2 separate regions of the Gossypium arboreum genome follow, and region 2 is linked to region 1. A link is a contact called in public Hi-C data. All regions are on one chromosome and are shown on one strand. The core of a region is the stretch at or near the end of the contact, and the rest is flanking DNA. Distances in the headings are between cores, read along the strand shown.

Region 1 (2,720 bases), core at 67-2,566:
TCGAATTTTCAACTTTTGACATCAAAACATCAAGTATGCAACTAGGTACCAATTTTGAGCGTTATGAGGGTGCTAATCCTTCCTCATATGTAATCGACTCCCGAACTCATTTTCCGGATTTGTAAGACCGAATATTACCGTTTTAGTAAATCTAACGCTTTGTTAAAATGACAAAGTTTTGAGGTGATCCAATCACACCTAAATGAAAAAGGATTGACGGCGACTCCGTTTTCGTTTTTAAAATAAAAGTTGATCTCCTAAAAGGTTTCGACAGTTAATCATATATTCTTTAGTTAACTTTAAGAAATATATCAAACATGTTTTATAACTTAAATTTAGAACGTGTTTGATAAATCATTGAAATTTTTATTTCATCGAAAATGAAAATTTTTTTTAATTGTATTTGATAACTATACTAACTTTTTGCTTAATATAAAATCATTTAAAGAAAACGATAAATAAGTAGGTAACTATTTATCATTTAATGTAAAATTATTAAATTGATTTTATTTTTATTATTACTTAATATATTTAATTTATAAAATAACACCTGGTTTCTTCTTCCCATAAGACATCAATACTATTGACCTTATTCCATTTTTATTATCAGCTTCTCTTTTTTCTCTAAGAAGAACATTAATATATGTTGTTACCGAAAGAAAAGAACATCTATTTATGTTTATACATTTATAGTTGTAATAATATAATAATTAATATTAGTTTTGTTGGTTCATTATTAATATATTAGGGTTTGGTAATAATAGAAATTAGGGCAATGTGTATGGCCCACTTCAAACCTACTTCAAGCAATTAAGTTGGCATGTGAATTCTGAGAGACAAAGAGTTGATGTAGTTTTCATAATTATCAATGACCTTATTCAATTCTTATTGCTTAATTCAACAAACTGGATTTGATTGGATTTTTTTTTTGTTCTTATTTAGGTTAAAATATTAAAACAACTCTTAAATTATATTTTTTCTTAATCGAATCTTTATGCTTTTGTTGTACCTAAATAACTTTTTATATGTACCAAAATTTTATTTCAATATAAATTGAATTTATTTAATATAAATTAAAATAAAAATGTGTCAATACAAATTTATAAATTAAACGATTATTGAAGAAATTGCAGAGCAATGCTGTAGAAGGGCTCAATTGGGATAAATTCAAAATTATCATAGTTTAACAACAGAGATATAAAAGAAGCAATTTATGTTCCTGGGTTGGATAAATTCATCTTTTGCCTTTTTCCGTAGGCATGTATAAAAGCCATGCCTATGTGTGGAAATCGGTGAAAGGGAAAATGGAGAGGTCATGATTTGCTTGGAAGAGTGGCAGGCGGGTGAGCTGGCAAAGGAGATACCTTTCAAGCCCAAGTTTCATGGTCAGGCTGCAGAAAAGTGGCTTCCATTTCATGCGCCATCACCACAGGAGGATGGGGTCGAGGTCGGCGCCCGGTTAAGAATTAGGTCCCACTTAAATATTAATAAATTTTATATTTGATTAATTTTAACTCGACTTAAAATATAAACTTATTCGAATCCATTTATATTTACTTGGTAGTAGGTGAAATGTCATTAAAATCAACTCTAAAGTCTTCATCGTCATTAGGCACGGGTTGGCCTAATTTCTCCCATTCTCTAGTAGGGATTTTGTTTGTACCCGACATGATGAAGTGCCCTAATACCGATCGGTTGATGTCTATGGATGAGAGTATCGACATGAGTATTGATATGCAAACGAGTAAATATAAAAGAAAGGTTGGTCCCAAATAGTAAGGTTACAGAACTACCTAGGTCCCTTCCAATTCATTTGGTAATGTCATTGTAAATGATAAGGGCAACATCTAGAAGCCTATTAGACTTGAAGCAATCAATCCATCAATAGTTGATGTTTCGAATGACGATATGTTTAGATATGGATTTAAAGATCCAATAAATAATGAGATTTAAGAATCGATCAAGCATATCTAAGTTAACAATAACGTTGGATTGAGCATAGATGGCGGATTAATTGGACCCTTTTCATTTGACACACCATCGAGAAGTAATAACAAAAAATTTCTAAAATATTCTGAAGTGAGGTGAATATGTGTCATAAGATAGGAATTAATGGCAATAACATATTCACCGGACTTATGATGTTTGAGCTTGGCAATAATCTAAAAGGCTCGTACTAGGTTTTCCTAAGTGAGAGAACATATTCTAAAGAAGTCAAGTAATTTCTACTCACGAAAACGGAAGATAACAAAAATTAAATGATTCTAAGCAATCAACGTCTAAAGTTCAAAATATTATTATTAAATATTCAATTCAAAGATTTATTACTAATAAATTTTATTGTAAAATTTTAAATATAAAATATTAGTTTTATTTGATACAAAATTTGTAAATTATCATTACATTCGATGAAAATATTTAATAAATTAAATCTGATAAGGCAATTTTGGAAATTTTAATCAATATTTTTGAGTATATAACAAACATTGCAAAGTTGAGTTACTGATCACATTCCAATAAACTACATTCCATTAATATTATATGGAAAACACCAAACCTTACCTAAAGTCTTCAATTTTAATCAAATAGGATCAAACAAAATAATATAGCATACCAACTACGGCACTGACCTTAATAAGGGTAATGTTACCTGATTCAAACGCTGAAATATTCCATTCTTTCTAGCTTTTAAGAATATTCCAGGAAAAAAAGAAAGAAAA
Region 2 (2,878 bases), core at 21-2,520, 40 kb before region 1:
GAACTATGAAAGGAAAACTGCATGATAAACCAGGAATAACGAAACAAGGCCTTTTCCCATCAATCAAATGGTTTATTAATATTCTTCCTAAAAGCAGATGATACTTGATCACCCTATTCCACACTCATTTGCAACCGCTTACTTCAAAAGCCACAAACTTTCTTTTCTTACAGACACAAAAGGGCCTACAGGCGCTAGTTGAAAATCTTATGACAAATTAAAAGGATGAAATGAAGCTGCAGCAGGCAATGCATGTCTCTAAAACAAAATAACAATATCAAAATAAGGGACATTAAGGCAAGCATATACCTGATGACATATCTCGCAAATGATATCTCCTTTCTCGTTGCACCAATGTTGCACGCATTTCCTATGCGCATACTGCAATTTAAAACAGATGGCATTAATAATATCAAAGCAAGTAATGCTAATTTCGATATTTAGCTTAATTTTACGAGGTTCATTAAACTGCAAGCGGAATCTAGAAAGCTCTAGATAATACACTTTATATTAAAAAAAATTCTTAATCAATTTTTTAATAATAATAATAATATTACCTTGAGGCTGCCGCTGCAGGTACAAGGGGTCTCAAGATTCTCAACGGAATCTTCCTCCTGGCAAATGCGACACTCCGCCGTTTGAATGAGCGGCTCCTCTTCGCCGCCTCCACGGAAGATCTCCTTTTCCTTGGGCGAGCAGGATGGGCCCGAAATCTCCGTTGAGGGACCAGCCTCCGACTCCACCGGCTGTAACGGCACCGGCCTCACCAGACGATCCACATACAAAACCAGGTGATCACTCATAATTTCTGCAAAGTTAACAAAATATTTTCAATTTTCATTGCTTAATTCAATCCAAAAAATAAAATAAAAAACCCCGTAATCGCGCTGAGTAAGAGCAGCGAGTCGGAGGTTTCCAAATTGGAAAATGAGGGAAAATAATTCTTTGAAAAAAAATTACCTTTAGCGGACGAAATGGGGAATTTATGTTGGATGAAGGGAAGTAACGAAGAAATCGGGGAGAAATTTTCTAATTAAGCTTCTTTTGCTGCGAACGCTTCTTTGTTTCCTTTCTAAATTTCCAACGATTGTAGTTTTTCTTTGTAGGATTTTATTCTTTTTATCTTTTTTCTTTTCCAAATTTATGAGTTTAGCAGAGGATTCGAGGGTGAGAGACACGCTGACGTCAATGCAAACGGCTCTAAGGGTATTTTTGGAATTTAGAAGTCGCAATGCCATTGCGCGTTACCTAACACTTCTCTCTTATTTCGGTGGCTTTCGACTGGTGTTGGCGGTTGAAACTGGCAACTTCCTCTTAAACATTAATTCAATTATTTTATCCATATTATCTATATTATTATTTAAATCTCTAACTAATTGAGTTTGTTAGTATAACTCAATTGAAAATTTATTATACTATACTCACCTATTTTAAATAAATTATATTTTTAAATAATACTTTTGTCTATTTACATTTTAAATAAAACTAATAAAAATTACAAATGATTAGATTTCAATGCATACCATTAATAAAGCTTAAAACCTCAATTTTACTAGTATAATCAATGTTTCTATACTATTATTTAAACCCCTGGCTGATTGAGTTAATATCACGAGTCAACTAAAAATAACCTCGATTGAAAAATTATTGAGCTGAATAAGTTGTTAATATGCTAATAAAACAAAATCTGAATGTAAGTGACAACGAAAGTAGGCACCTTTGGTTGCATTGCGTAACACAATAAAAACATACAACAAAAAATTGTTTACATGTTTCAGTTTCCCTACATCTCAGAGCATGGATCGGTGAGATAAATCCATTATCCTTAAACTCAATACAAGAAGTGACTTGAGTCCTATCACACTCCAGTATAGTAAGCTCACTATCCAAAGACTAGATTTCTCATATCTAAATTTTCCACCAAAAACTTAAGTTGTAAAACCAGAAAACAAACTGGTTTTACTATCTCAAATGCACTTTAGAAAAAAATGTCTCTCTATAAACCAATAAGTGCTTTCAATACTTTGTATATAAACATATACATCTCATAAATATATAAAAATTCAAGACTTACTAACATACTAGAGGTACTACAATTCAAATCCTTATTAAATAGCAGCTAAAATAGTTAAAATAATATACTAATTAAGACCAAAGTGGACTATTGAAAGATACATCTTTAGTGCTCTTGATTCAATCTCCATAAAAGCAAGGGGTTTGATATGTAAGATCTTATACTATTCAATTCTCAAAATGTGTTTCTCGAAATGAATTTATCTTCATTGACAAGCTTGTATACTTCAATAATATCAACATCGATTATAGCCCAATATTTTGTTTTCAAAAATTGCCAACATTCAAGTAAGACAACTAAATTGGTCGTCACAATGATGACTAAAGTGGACAATTCTATTGCCACATAGACAACTACTTCAAAAACTTACTTCAACAATATCCCTTTTGGAAACTTTTGAACAAAACCATGTAAACCAATAAGCTAATCAATGTAACAACCATAGTTTCCCCTCATCACAATTCTCTTAATCCAACATACTTAAGTTAAAGTATAATTAAGCATATTAACCATCAAAACTTTATTTTGGATTTGCATCAATAATCAAATACTATAATTATATCTAAATAAGGTGCAGATAAGTAAATGTGCATCAAAGTAAAAAATAATAATAACCAACCATTTTAAAAGTTCCAAAAGTTCATTATTAAAATAAAGAGGTTGTATATATAAAGATGGATAATGATTTTAACTCTTAGTAATAAAATAAAATAAAATAAAAATAAGGAGAATTTTGAAACTAAAAATTAAAATTGTTGAACGAATGTTATCAAATAAAATTTAAGAAATAAATATGATAAAAAT

What was found. A called contact is a pair of places that touch in the nucleus more often than the background predicts.
Region 2: a Hi-C map of leaf shows a contact between it and region 1, with 2.7 times the contacts expected there. The contact joins the promoter of LOC108466038 here to the enhancer-like site in region 1. A contact is called at or near these places in 2 of 5 Hi-C or Micro-C datasets (both in leaf).

The regions. Positions count from the first base shown.
Region 1 is chr3:46,713,222-46,715,941 of ASM2569848v2, reverse strand. LOC108466045 ((R)-mandelonitrile lyase-like) reads right to left here. Exons shown (of 3, transcript XM_017766411.2): 3 at 2,500-2,720. Among protein-coding and RNA genes, the nearest start is that of LOC108466045, 3.3 kb to the right of the region's middle. Within about 2 kb of position 1,316, at least 2 of the 2 cell types and tissues checked have an H3K27ac peak or open chromatin away from gene starts, as enhancers often do. A contact at or near this core is called in leaf, where this site is marked.
Region 2 is chr3:46,752,709-46,755,586 of ASM2569848v2, reverse strand. It overlaps LOC108466038, which reads right to left and starts at 1,270. Exons shown (of 8, transcript XM_017766406.2): 1 at 961-1,270; 2 at 558-808; 3 at 310-381. The coding sequence starts at 803.